Linked DNA regions of Ovis aries: region 2 is linked to region 1. Evidence: chromatin contacts called from public Hi-C data. All regions are on one chromosome and are shown on one strand. The core of a region is the stretch at or near the end of the contact, and the rest is flanking DNA. Distances in the headings are between cores, read along the strand shown. Region 1 overlaps TMCC1 (transmembrane and coiled-coil domain family 1). Region 2 overlaps IFT122 (intraflagellar transport 122).

Region 1 (7,006 bases), core at 2,890-5,389:
GGGCAAGCCAGAGGCCCCAAAGGGAAGTCCCCAGATCAACAGGAAATCTGGCCAGGAGATGGCAACCGTCATGCAGTCCGGCCGACCCAGGTCTTCGTCCACTACCGACGCTCCTTCCAGCTCCGTGGTGATGGAAATAGCTTGTGCCGCTGCCGCCGCTGCTGCGTGTCTGCCGGGGGATGAGGTGTCTGTAGAGCGGGTAAGTTTCTGTTAGATTACCTGTTAACTTCTTGTGCTTTATATCTAGTACTCTGCACACTTTGCCTGGGTGACTGAAAAGAAATAGCAAGTACCCGAGGCTGTGGCCAAAGATAGTTTCCCGTTTCATTAAATAAGTGGGATGAAGAGTGATCGTCATAGCTAATAATGAATGCTTCTAATTATATTTCTGTTTGCTTCCTAACATATTGCCTCCGATGATTCCAGTGCAGTCAGCCCACGAGTTTTAAGAATTACTGAATCCGAATTTCTGGAGCCCCCATTCAGCCCGGTCGGCAAGCTTAGAGCTATCTGGACTGCTCCTGCTCTTTAATGACATGACCCCCAAGGTTGCCTCCATTCTCCATTCCGAATCAGTGCCCTAGTTTAGGCCTTCATCTGTCTCACTGCCCTTTCAACTTCTTTTTTTCCCCATGCTGGACACAGCTTGTGAGAGCTATCTGAAATACTAAAACAAGTCATTGTCATTTCCACTGCTTAAAAAGCAGTCACTGGCTCCATCATTTCCTGAGGGGCAAAGAAAGTTCCTTAAAATGATACGCAAGACCTCCCATGATTTAGCCCATGTGGACTTCTTTACCTCCTACAACTTAACAGCTATTACTCTTTCTCACGCTTTTTATTTTTCCTCTAAAGTTTTTCCTTTTGTCCATATCTTGACTTACTCTTTCATTCAGTCATTCGTTCAGCAAACATATAATGAGGTGTTCCAGTCACTGTGGATACTGTGATGTACAGAAAAAGATGTGATCCTTACTCTCATGGAGTTCATCATTAGATGGGGATACATATTAAATAATCACTTGAGCAAATCTAAAGTTTCAATTGTGGCACATGCTACTAGAGCCGATTATAGGAACTTATGACCTAGTTAAGGATGTCACTTCTGTGAGGAAATGACAAAGATCTGGAGGGTAAGCTGAGGTAATTAGGTGATGGAGAGAGAACTCCAGGTGCAAAGGTGCTAAGATGGAAGGACGCTTACTGAGTATGAGGGACGGGATGGCAGGTGTGTGTGCGTGTTCATGCAAGCACACGGTGGGTAAGGCTGGAGAGAGGGGAAGGAGCTCAGACAGAGGTTTCAGATGGTGTTCAGGAGTTTTTCTCCATTTAAGAGGAATGAGGAGTATCAAAGCATTTTAAGCAAAGGGGAGAGTTTCACGTTTGTGATTAGAAAATATCACTGTGTTTATGGTGTGAAGAGTGGGTTGCACTGCATTCAGGTGGGATGCAGATAGATGAGCTGGAAGGCGGTTGTGGTAGTTTGGGTCTAAAATGAGATGGTGGGAGCGGAAAGAAGAGTTGCCTCAGGGCAGGGGTGTGTCTTACTCCGCATGCCAGTACTTCCGGCTTCCTGCATGGCTCAGTGGTAAAGAATCTGCCTGCCATTGCAGGAGGTGCCGGATCGATCCCTGAGTCAGGAAGATCCCCTGGAGGAGGAAATGGCAACCAACTCCAGTATTCTTGCCTGGAGAATCCCACGGACAGAGGAATCTCAAGGGCTAACAGTCCATGGGGTCGCAGAGTCAGATACGACAGAGCGACTGAGCACGCATCCAGTACTTTGGCCCTTGAATTATTGGTTTGATGAATTAGTAGTAAATAGACAGGGAGCAAGAAACGATATCTAGTTAGGGAGTTTGAGAATGTATGTGGAGAAGTTTTTGAAATGGAGTAATCTTTCATTTAATTATTCATCAGTACTTATTAAATACCAGCTATGTACTGGGCAGTTTTCTAGGTAGTTAGAATACACCAGAAAATGAAACAGGCAAAAATTTGTGCCGTTATGGAGGCTTACTCGGTATTGAAGGAGATAACATACAGTAGATATAAAAATGAATAATATGTTACGATGAAGTGTGATGAGTATTATGGGAAGAAAAGAGCAGAATTAGAGAAAGAAAGAGATTAGGGCTGTGTACAGAGGGGAGGGGAGTTGCCGTATAAGGTAAGGTAAGCCTCGCTGAGAAAGTAACGTTTGAGTGAAGACTTGAGATGAAGAAATGAGTCATGAGGCTGGCTCTCTACTCAGATGGATGAAGTAACTCCAGGGTAGGAGCTCACGTTCCCCGCCTGATTGTCCAGGGAATAGCAAGACCATTGTGGAAAGCTGAGTGACGGGGGACAGTAGTACAGGATGGCCTCAGAGAGGCCGCAAGGGGCCAGCCTGGGGAGGGCTTCATAGTGATATCTCAGTGTAGACACTCTTCCGTTTTATCTGTATAAAATACCGTGGGATGGGAGACATTTCCCCTCTGTGTGTGTTTGCTCGGTAATTGTTCAGTAATTGTTCCACTGAGTGTTAGACCTACCATTGTTTTAGGTTAGGCATCTGCACACTTTTTCTGTAAGTAGTCATTGTAAGTATTTTCCGCCATCTGGTCTGTCTTGCAACTACTCAGTTGTGTCGGAGCATGAAATCAGTCACCCATAATATGTAAATGAACGGGCATGCCGGGGTTTGACTGGTGAACAGCGTCTGGGCCTCGGCCCATACTTTGCCCACCACAGTCTTAGGCGCTGAGAATACATGAGTGAATCAAACAAACGAAAATACTCGCACTGGAGAAGTTTAGGAGGAGGTAAGCAAAACATGTAAGTAAAGTGCACAATGTGACCGTTGAGTAAGAAGATAAAGATTCCCAGGGAGGGAAGTTTTAAGCAGAGTGGTCGGGGAAGACCTCACTAATACACAAGCAAAGACCTGGAGGATGCGAGGAAGCAGACCAAACCTCTGCAGGGAGACCTGGGGGAACAGCAAAGGGTAAGGTCCCAAAGGCCTGTACTGTGAGGAAATGTTACGGAAGTTGGATTTTTTTTGGCATTGTGAAAGGGGAGAACATGATAATGCACGTCAAGGCCGTTAGCTGTAGCCACCCGTCTGCCGTGCCTGATGGGTGAGGAGCAATACTTGAAACGTTTTTTACTAATGAGAGTTTAATCTGTATGTCTTATTTAAACTTAGGTTGCATGGTCTAAGTGTTCAGTTCAGTTCAGTCGCTCAGTCGTGTCCAGCCCTTTGTGACCCCATGAGTTGCAGCACACCAGGCCTCCCTGTCCATCACCATCTCCCGGGGTTCATTCAGACTCACGTCCATTGAGTCAGTGATGCCATCCAGCCATCTCACCCTCTGTCGTCCCCTTTTCCTCCTGCCCCCAATTCCTCCCAGCATCAGAGTCTTCTCCAATGAATCAACTCTTCGCATGAGGTGGCCAAAGTACTGGAGTTTCAGCTTTAGCATTATTCCTTCCAAAGAAATCCCAGGACTAATCTCCTTTAGAATGGACTGGTTGGATCTCCTTGCAGTCTCAAGAGTCTTCTCCAACACCACAGCTTAAAAGCATCAATTCTTCGGCACTCAGCTTTCTTTACAGTCCAACTCTCGCATCCATACATGACCACTGGAAAAACCATAGCCTTAACTAAACGGACCTTTGTTGGCAAAGTAATGTCTCTGCTTTTCGATATGCTATCTAGGTTGGCCATAACTTTTCTTCCAAGGAGTAAGTGTCTTTTAATTTCATGGCTGCAGTCACCATCTGCAGTGATTTTGGAGCCCAAAAAGATGAAGTCTGACACTGTTTCCACTGTTTCCCATCTATTTGCCATGAAGTGATGGGATCAGATGCCCTGATCTTCGTTTTCTGAATGTTGAGCTTTAAGCCAACTTTTTCACTCTCCTCTTTCACTTTCATCAAGAGGCTTTTTAGTTCCTCTTCACTTTCTGCCATAAGGGTGGTGTTAGTAGTTTTCAAAAAAACAAAATTGAACCAAGTCAAGAGCTTACTGACTTTATTTGACAATTCATGAATTGGGCAGCATTCAGTCTGAGCAAATAGAAACGAACTCTGAAGAGCTGTACAGAATAAAAGACTTCTAGGCAGAAGGGAGCAGGAACAGGAAGTTACAAAAAGTGTGTTGGTTATTGCTAGGTTACTCTCCTTACAGAGGATGGCAAGGGTTACGTGCTGCTGCTGCTGCTGCTGCTGCTAAGTCGCTTCAGTCGTGTCCGACTCTGTGTGACCCCATAGACGGCAGCCCAGAGGCTCCCCCGTCCCTGGGATTCTCCAGGCAAGAACACTGGAGTGGGTTGCCATTTCCTTCTCCAGTGCATGAAAGTGAAAAGTGAAAGTGAAGTCGCTCAGTCATGTCAGACTCTTAGCGACCCCATGGACTGCAGCCTACCAGGCTCCTCTGTCCATGGGATTTTTCCAGGCAAGAGTACTGGAGTGGGGTGCCATTGCCTTCTCTGGCAAGGGTTACCTAACTAGTGCTAATCGGCAGTTCCTGGTTGGCTGGTTTGAGTCCATTTCTGGGAGAGGCAAAAAACTGTAATTTAGTTCTCAGTTTGATGATATGAGAATTAGCATAAGAGACTCCATTTGGGGCCTACTGTGTTTTGTTTTGTTTTTAAATAAACTTACTGTGTTTATATGTAGCTTTTAAAATAGTCATGTCCAGTGGCCTTGTCAAAGGTGTAGACTAAAACCCATTCTTTCTCATTCAGTAACAAATAGCTTGTAGACTTAGAGTATGTGGATTTCCCAGGGTTTATAAATAAGGAACACTACCCTCCACAGTAAATTACTGCAGGATGGTATTCCACTCTGTTCAAATGAAAGGGAGATTTATAAGATTGAGTTAATTGAGCCGTGTGCAAAACCAGAAAGCCTAGGTATAATGTTCTTCCAAAGGGGAAAGAAACGAGGTGATGGGAAGGATAATTCCTGTTGCTGACCACAAGGTGGTACCCCTAGACCAGGAGAAGTAGGCGGAAGTGAGGAGATGACTCCTACTGTGACAGGCCATTAACAATGAAGGAATTATACCTTGAGAAGTCACTAGCTCAGGGAATTGTTAGGATATGGGCTGGATTGAGTAGTGACTATCATACGTAGTAGTAGGCGCTCTTTTAAAGTACTGAACTGAGCTGGTAACTGTGGAAATGGAATTGACGATAGAAGAGTGGGTAGAATTTACTGACAATGTTAGAATTAAAAATAGAGATACTGTTGTATGGCCGAAACCAGCACAAATTATAAAGCAATTATCCTCCAATTAAATAAATAAATAAAGTGAATTCCCTGGTGGTCCAGTGGCTGGAACTCCAGGCTTCCAATGCAGTGGGTCTGGGTTCAATCCCGGGTTGGGGAACTGGATCCCATACGCTGTAGCCAAAGATCCCATATGCCACAGCTGAGACCCAGTGCAGCCAAATAAGTGAGTAAATAAATACTTTTAAAAATAATTAAAGATAAAATTGAAAGTCCTAAAGTCTGCTTGGGAGAACTAGTAAAATAATGTCTGTTTTCCTAAAAACAAAAACATTGAAAATTGTATTTTTAAAATGAAAACCAATAGAGATCTTTCTCGTTTGTGTATTTAGTGTCAGTTTGGTAGCTAATACTATCAAGGAAATGATATCATCAAAGAAATGATACGGGATGGAAAAGTAGGGATAAATCAGAGATGAAGTTGTGTTTTCAGTTGTTCTGTAGTAAAGGTACTTTATAGAACAAAACTCGTATGCCAAAGGAAGTAACTTTTAGGCTTATTGACCCTAACTCAGAGGTCTAGAATGTGTGGAATGAAATGTGTGAAATGAAACTTCCCAACCCAGGGATCGAACCCAGGTCTCCCTCTTTGCAGGTGGATTCTTTACCAGCTGAGCCACAAGGAGGTCCAGAATGTGTATGTTTGTTTTAATGCAGTATGTTTCTGTGGTGACCCACAAGATACCTTTATTATCCTTAATGATCTTACGCTGATTTTTAATGTGATTTTCCTAAGAGTGGATTTGAAGGTGTAGCTAGGATGTTCTTGACCTTGGTAGACTTACCGTGCACAGTTATCATCATAAGGATGCCACTCCAAGTTCTGTTTGGTTTTGTTTTTAACATCTGAGTTGTATTCCTTCTGTGATGAAGGCTCAACATAATGCAAAGGCAAGTTTACTCTTCAAGTTAAATTTAATCTCCTTTTCCTTTATATTAAAAAATATATAGAGACTTTAGAGTAATTAGACCTCTAAAGGAACATAGTATGTACCTATACCTTCTGCTTTCCCCTTTTATTCACAGAGGATTTGAGTACTTTATCAGTAGCCTTCAATCTTAAGAGGGAGGGAGAATTTTGGCCCCCAAAGTCCACTACTATTTTTTATTTTTTTAAAATCCAGAACCTTGTTACAAGAGTTTGTCTTGTGACTGTTAGCTTCCCAAAGACTCATAGGTAGATAAATAGAAGGCCAGACCAGGATCATGTATGATAGAAGATAATTACTAGAACAGATTGTGATCATAATGCCGCATTATATGTAAAGAAAGGTAGGCAGCTTTGGCAGTTAGCACAGTATTGGGCTTTAGTAAGTATTTGTTAATATTTGACTTGTTTTGATGTTACATCATCGTGACCTGTGATTTCGTCAGTCAATGGGAGCTGACCAGATTTCATACTTCAGGATCAGCATATATTTATTAGGCATTAGTGTCTCATTTTATGTATGGTTTGACTTTGAAAGCATCTTGTTTCCTAAATAGAATCCTTTAAAATATGTAAAAAATGTTTGATTTAAAAAATCAGTCTTGGAGAAATCTCTTTGTAAAAAGAATTAGCAAGGATTTATTGGTTTATATATTACAAAAATGTATCTTTAGCCAAAGATCAAGTAAAATTTTTGTTGGTGGTAGTTTAGTCGCAAACTTGTGTCCGATTCTCGTGACCCCGTGGCCTGTAGCTCACCAGACTCCTCTGTCCATGGGGTTTCCCCGGCAAGAATACTGG
Region 2 (7,006 bases), core at 1,236-3,735, 270 kb after region 1:
TGCCCTTGCCCCCCTCGTTCTTTGCAAAGTTACCCAAGTCACTTTGTTAATCACTCAGTCATGTCCAGCTCTGCTGTGAGCCCATGGACTGTAGCTCACCAGGCTCCTCTGTCCATGGAGTTTCCCAGTCAAGAATACTGGAGTGGGTTGCCATTCCCTTCTCCAGGGGATCTTCCTGATCCAGGGATCCAACCAGGGTCTCCAGCAGTGCTGGCAGATTCTTTACCATCTGAGCCACCAGGGAAGCTCAAGTCACTTCACAGGCCCTGTTAAAATGTCACTTCTCCCTTCCCTCAAGGGAAGGAGTCTGCCCCTTGTCCCGACCTCAGGTTCTATTTTAATTATAAGCCTGCCCCCTCAAGGCCTGCACAACCCGAGGGTGGCAGCTGGGTTGTACTGATCTCCCCCGGCAGGCCCTCAGTCTCCACCTAATGCCTGTTCATCCTGCTGAAGGAATGAACGACGTTACCAAGAGGAAGAGGCCTGGGATGGCCTCTTGTGGAGAGGGCCAAGAAACCTGCGGATCCCAAGAAAGGCTGCCCTCTCCTCGTCCCTGGCGCTGGGACCCTTTCTCCCATCACTCGCCTGAGACGCCTCGCCCTGATACCTGTGAATGCTTCCTCTTAACTTCTCTTTTTAGGTTTCCGAAGTGCTTTTGGAGTCCCACCGCCCTGGGTGGTAGGTGTTGTTGACTCAGTCGTGTCCAACTCTTTGCGACCCCACGGACTGCAGCACGCCAGGCTTCCCTGTCCCTCACCATCTCCCGGAGCTTGCGCAGACTCATGTCCATTGAATCAGTGGTGCCATCCAACCATCTCATCCTCTGTTGCCCCCTTCTCCTCCTGCCTTCAGTCTTTCCCAGCTTCAGACTGTTTTCCAATGAGTCGGCTGTTCACATCAGGTGGCCAAAGAAGTGGAGCTTCAGCGTCAGTCCTTCCAATGAATATTCAAGATTGATTTCTTTAGGATTGACTGGTTGGATCTCCTTGCTGTCCAAGGGACTGTCAAGAATCTTCTCCACAGTTCAAAAGCATCAGTTCTTCAGCGCTCAGGTGTCATTATCCCCCGACTACTGCCCAGGGACTGAGACTCGAGTGACCTGTTAAGGGCCCAGAAGTGGAACGCAGAAGCCCTGGGGCTGGGCCGGGGGTAAGCGGACCAGGTTCCGTGCCCCTCTCTGCTTCGTGTGTGTGTGTGTGTGTGTGTGTGTGTGTGTGTGTGTCCTGCAGAGGAAAACAAGGGTGAACTGGCCCGTGGTGGTTTCCACAGCAAAAGGCCAGCAAGTGGGGCTGAGGCACTACCTCTGCCTGGGCCTCCTGGGCAGGGGACATCAATCAGCCAGCACTTCTGTGCTAATTGTTCCCAAATGTGGAGCTGGAAGTGCTGTTTTCTCCATTCAGGGCCTTTATCTTTGAAATTTCCTGTCCTGTTTTTTTAGCTTCAGATTGAAGGAAACTAACAGCAAGATTGCTGCTGAAGGCTCACCTTTTCCGCCCGGCCTCCCCGCCCAGCTCTCCTCCCTTCGAGGCGGGCAGCAGGGTGTGAAACCGGGAGCGGTCGGGCTAGAATCCTGGCCTGGTGAGCCCACATCCTCGCTGAGGGATTTGGGGTCAACGGATCAGCTTCTGTTGCCATGCCCTGCCCAGCCCACTGGCAACCAGTGCTTTGAAAACGGAAAGGTGCCGGGAGAAAGTGAGCCTGCTCCCTCCCACGCTGCACTTCTCAGCACAGAACACATTTGCGGCTCCTCTCCATCTTCCCAAGCCTTTCTGGGCTCAGATGAAGTGTCACCACCTCACAGAAGCCTCCGCACACTCCCCGAGAACAAGGAGCTCTCCTTTCTAAGCTCCTCTGGTAGACCACCTTTGTTCCAAGTTAGTTGTTTTGTAGTGTTTGCTATTTAAAGATCGAGAAGAAGAATAATAGGAATTGGGCCAGACAAAATCTGAAAGATGGATGCATTGAGCTCCACTGCACGGAGGGCAAGGGGCTGCTCCAGGCCGTGGCTGGTTAGGGGGCAGGGTCAGAACTCAAAGCTAGTTGTCTCCCCTCAAGGGGCCCCCAGGTGGAGCCCCATGAGGGTGGGACGGGATATGGATGACCAACTGAGCACGGAAGCCACGGTTAAGACACAGGCTGGCCTGGGAGGCGCCATCTGAGAACAGGAGCTTTAAAAGTATTCAAACCGAACAAATGCCCTCTGAGCTCTGAGCAGTCTCACTGTCGCATTCCAAGCATGAAGTCACAACCGCCCCAAGGAGCCGGACCCATCTGGGGCTCGCCGCTCTACTTGGCAGCCCTGACGAACCCGTTCTTGCACAAGATGATGTCAATTTCGAAAGGAAACCAGAAATCCCCAGAGCGGGCCTGCTGCTTTCTCCCTCGCCTCTGGGCCAAAACCACAAGCCGGCTGGAGGCAGGGGTGACAGATAAATCGCCTTTGTCTTGGGGCTGCCTCTCCTGACCCCTGGCAGCTCCGAGCTGCTGCATCAGCAGGACAGCCCTGGTGCGGCCCTGGGGGCCCTGGCTCCTGAATCTGCAGGGCTTGGCAGAGGCGCCCAGGGCCGCCCCTCCAGCTCCTCTGGGCCGGCCACAATCAGGGAGCAACAAACTGTTATCTTCGAGGTCAGGGCAGCAGTGCTAGAGGAAAACTCGAGCTCAACGAGGCCTGTCTGCTCGATGGAGGAAGGCTGAGTTTCTAGCGGCTGTGGGGCCAGGGCGCGGGCTGGGGAGCAGAGAGGGCTGCGGGGAAAAGGTCCTGCGGGGGGAGGGGTTCTCGCCCCTCCTTCTGCCCCGATTCCACCCATCTCTCCCCTCCTTTCTGTGGCTTTCTTCTTTTCCTCAGATCTGAATTCCACTACCATGTACTGAATAATTGCTCTGTGTCAGGCTCTATTCATTCCCGAAGCAGTCAGTAACAAGGGTGTCATCGTCAGTTTAGAGCGAGAAGCAGGCCCCAGCCCCGCCCTGTACAAGAAGCCAAGGGACTTCCCCAGTGGCCCAATGGCTGAGACGCCGTGTTTCCAGGGCAGGGGGTGTGAGTCTGATCCCTGGCTGGTGGGACTAGGATGTCACATGCCACCTGGCACAGCAAAAGAAAAAAGAGCCAAAGCAGAGAGCGTGAGTGAAGGTGGGGTGTCTGGAGGGGGCGCCGACTGACAGAGCCCAGCGAAGGGCGATCTGGAGACATGTCTACAAATCCTCCACGTGGCCATGACCTTTGACCCAGCAATTTTCACTCTGGGGAAAGTATACCACAGAGCTATATTGGGACTGGTGCAAAGACCTGGCTGGGAAGATGCCCACCACCTACAGGAGCAAAGAAGCTGTAAACGGCATGACTGTCCAACTGGCTGAGTGTGTTGTGGACATCGTGTGATGGGACAGAAAGCAGTCATCAGAACAAGGAGGCAGGGCTTCCCTGCTGGATTGGTGGTGAAGAATCCGCCTGCCAACGCAGGAGACACGGGCTCGATCCCTGACCTGGGAAGACCCCCACGTGCCAGGCCCCTCTAACGCCTGTCTGTGCTCTAGAGCCCAGGAGCCACAGCGCCTGGGCCCGGGCCCCGCAACAAGAGGAGCCCCCAGAATGAGAAGCCCACGCACTGCCAACTAGAGAGCGGCCCCTGCTCTCCGCAACTCGAGAAGAGCCTGCGCGGCGGCGGCAAGGGCCCAGCACAGACGAAAAAAATTAAGTAAATCAAATTATAAAGTAAAAACCAATGGGGCTGCGGGAAGCCAGTGTGGTTAGGGTCCTCGTGGGCTGGAGGTGCTGGTGCAGCGCAGCTACCCAGGTGATAGATTTTGTACTATGGTTCTGCAAACTGCTACCAGCGAGGTCGCCTCGGCAAGTGGTTACAAAGGATCTCTGTCTGATTTCCTCCGATTACATGTGACTCTACAATCATCTCAGTATTCTAAATGCTAGAGAAGCACATTTACTCATGTGGAGCCACGTTTCCAATAGATTGCTGGGTGGAAAAGCCCAATTGCTAGGTGACGGCCAATAACGCCTACAAAGTGATGGGTCTGCAAACATGTAAAATCAGGTTAACTAGAAGACAGAGGTGAGGGGAGGTGATGAAAAGTCTCTCTCATTTAAAATCCGCATTCAGTGAAAATATGGTAAAGCTGAGATTTCATCTCCAGGAGCAAACAGTATTCACAGCATGGTTGCACTTTTGTTTCAAAATGTTTACATAAAGTCATAAACTCAGAAGAGTGTACTATGCATCTATTATATAGACATATAGGAATGGTCTAGGGGCATACATTCTACAAGATTTAAGATGACTCTGGGGAGGGGGCGTCCCTGGTGGCTCAGTAGTAAAAAATCTGCCTGCCAATACAGGAGACATGGGTTCAATCCCTGGTCCAGGAAGATCCCAGATGCTGAGAAGCAACTAAGCCTCTGAACCCCAACTACTGAGCTTGTGCTCTAGAGCCTGGAAGCCACAGCACGGAAGCCCACGTTCTGGAACTAGAGAAGCCCCCGTGCCTCAGTTAGAGAGCAGCCCTCGCTCACCGCAGCTAGAGAGGTGCTCACGCAGCAGTGAAGGCCCAGAACAGCCAAAAGTGAATAAATAAATAAAAGAGTGATTCCCAGGAATTCCCTGGAAGTCCAGTGATTAGAGGGTTTCCCTGGTGGCTCAGCTGGTAAGGGATCCACTTGCAATGCAGGAGATCCTGGTTCAATCCCTGGGTTGCGAAGATATCTTGAAGAAGGGTTAGGCTATCCACTCCAGTATTCTTGGGCTTCCCTGGCGGCTCAGACAGTAAACAATCCTTCTGTAATGCGGGAGACCTGGGTTAAATCCCCTGGGTTGGGAAGATCCCCTGGAGGAGGGCATGTCAACCCACTCCAATATTCTGGCCTGGAGAATCCCATGGACAGAGGAGCCTGGTGGGCTACAGTCCACAGGGTCGCAGAAAGTCGGACATGACTGAGCAACCAAGCACAGCACAGCAGTGATTAGGAGTCAGCGCTTTCACTGCCGGAGCCCAGGTTCGATCCCTGGCTGGGGAACTAAGATCTCACAAGCTGTATGCATGGCTCTCAGGGAAATATGCTGTCTGCTGCCAAGCGACCTTCCATACCTTCTCTGTCCCTTCCAGGAGAGGGCAATCAGAAAGACATGGAGGCTCAGGGAGGCTGAGCTGCTTGCCCAAAGACACCCAGAGGTTGCAAAGCGTGGAGACGGGGCTCAGGTTCAGGTCCAGAGTGCCTCCCGCCTGACCTCACTGCCACGCCTGTCTCTCCACCCTGTCTCCTCTACACTCCCTCCCTGGCTGCCCCCGGGCTCCTAGGACCTGTCCTGGCTGGGGGCAGACAGGGTGCCGGATCACCTGTGGCACCTCCACGGCCGACATGGAGAAGACGTGGAGGCAGAAGATCTTGGAGCCGTTGTAGCCGACCACGAAGCCCTGCAGCTTCTGCTGGTGCACCGGGAAGGTGCTGGCCTTGATGTTGAGGTAGCCGCCGCCCGAGAAGCAGAGCATGTCTTCACACTGGGTGTTCCAGGCCACACTGTTGGCGTTGGGCTCCTGTGGGCAACGGACGGTGAGGGGATGGCTCCACTCCTACACTCGGCCAGGAACTGGCTCCCAAAGGCCTGAATCACGCTAAGCTGCTAACATGGGTTGTAGGGAAGGTCAGGGAAGAAGGGATCAGACACAAAATGGACAGCACAGAGGAGAAGCAAGCTCCTCTCTACACTGCGTGTGCTGGAATTCTTCAGGTAAGCATCACTTCTGAAAAATTATCCCCAAAGATTAATCATTACATAGGAAGTGGGAAAATCAGCAAAGTGGGATCTAGTTCTATTAAAGAATGAATAAACAAAGCTAGTCACGGAAGAAGGTTTAAAGGGATAGATCCCAAACAATTACCACTGATTGTTTGGGGGTAGATGAGATTGTGGGTAATTTTTTATTTCCTATGTTTTTTTGTTTGCCTCAAATTTTCTTTTGGTCATGAATGTCTATTGTTTTTTATAATAAGAAAGAGAACAGTGAGTTATTTTAAAAGTAGAAAATAATACATTGTCTCTGTGCTGACAATCCACACATGTAAAATCCTTCAAGCTAAGTTTCAACAGTACATGAACAAAGAACTTTAAAATGTATGAGCTGGATTTGGAAGAGGCAGAGGAACCAAAGGTCAAATTGCCAACATCTGCTGGATCACAGAAAAAGCAGGGGAATTCCAGAAAAACATCTACTTCTGCCTCATGGACTACGCTAAAGCCTGTGGATCACAACAAACTGTAGAAAATTCTTAAAGAGACAGGAATACCAGACCACCTTACCTGTCCCCTGAGAAACCTGTATGCAGGTCAAGAAGCAACAGTTAGAACTGGACTTAGAATAACAGACTGGTTCATAATTGGGAAAGGAGTGTATCAAGGCTCTATATTGTCACTCTGCTTATTTAACTCATATGCAGAGTATATCATACAAAAGGCCAGGCTGGATGAAGCACAAGCTGGAATCAAAATTGCTGAGACAAATATCAACAACCTCAGATACACAGATGATACCACTCAAAAGGAAGAAAGTGAAGAGGAACTAAAGAGCCTTCTGATAAAGGTGAAAGAGGAGAGTGAAAAAGCCAGCTTAAAACTCAATATGCAAAAAACTAAGATCATGGCATCTGGTCCCATCACTTCATGGTAAATAGATGGGGAAACAATGGAAACAGTGAGAGATTTCACTTTCTTGGGCTCCAAAATCACTGCAAATGGTGACTGCAGCCATGAAATTAAACGGCACTGCTCCTTGGAAGAAAAGCTATGACAAACCTAGATAGTGTATTAAAAAGCAGAGACAGCACCTTGCCAAGAAAGGTCCATCTAGTCAAGGCTATGGTTTTCCCAGTAGTCGTGTATGGATGTGAGAGTTGGACCATAAAGAAGGCTGAGAGCCAAAGAATTGATGCTTTAGAACTGTGGTGCTGGAGAAGACTCTTGAGAGTCCCTTGGAAAGCAGGGAGATCCTACTAGTCAAT

The links. Hi-C and Micro-C count contacts between places; a contact is called where the count stands out from the background.
Region 2: a Hi-C map of muscle shows a contact between it and region 1, with 4 times the contacts expected there. The contact joins two enhancer-like sites. A contact is called at or near these places in 4 of 16 Hi-C or Micro-C datasets (hypothalamus, mixed tissues, muscle and 1 more).

What each region holds. Positions count from the first base shown.
Region 1 is chr19:55,943,027-55,950,032 of ARS-UI_Ramb_v3.0, forward strand. TMCC1 (transmembrane and coiled-coil domain family 1) reads left to right here. Exons shown (of 7, transcript XM_060402950.1): 4 at 1-199. Among named protein-coding and RNA genes, the nearest start is that of TMCC1, 51 kb to the left of the region's middle. Within about 2 kb of position 4,140, at least 4 of the 54 cell types and tissues checked have an H3K27ac peak or open chromatin away from gene starts, as enhancers often do.
Region 2 is chr19:56,215,611-56,222,616 of ARS-UI_Ramb_v3.0, forward strand. It overlaps IFT122 (intraflagellar transport 122), which reads right to left. Exons shown (of 30, transcript XM_004018536.5): 15 at 5,347-5,544. Among named protein-coding and RNA genes, the nearest start is that of IFT122, 35 kb to the right of the region's middle. Within about 2 kb of position 2,486, at least 32 of the 54 cell types and tissues checked have an H3K27ac peak or open chromatin away from gene starts, as enhancers often do.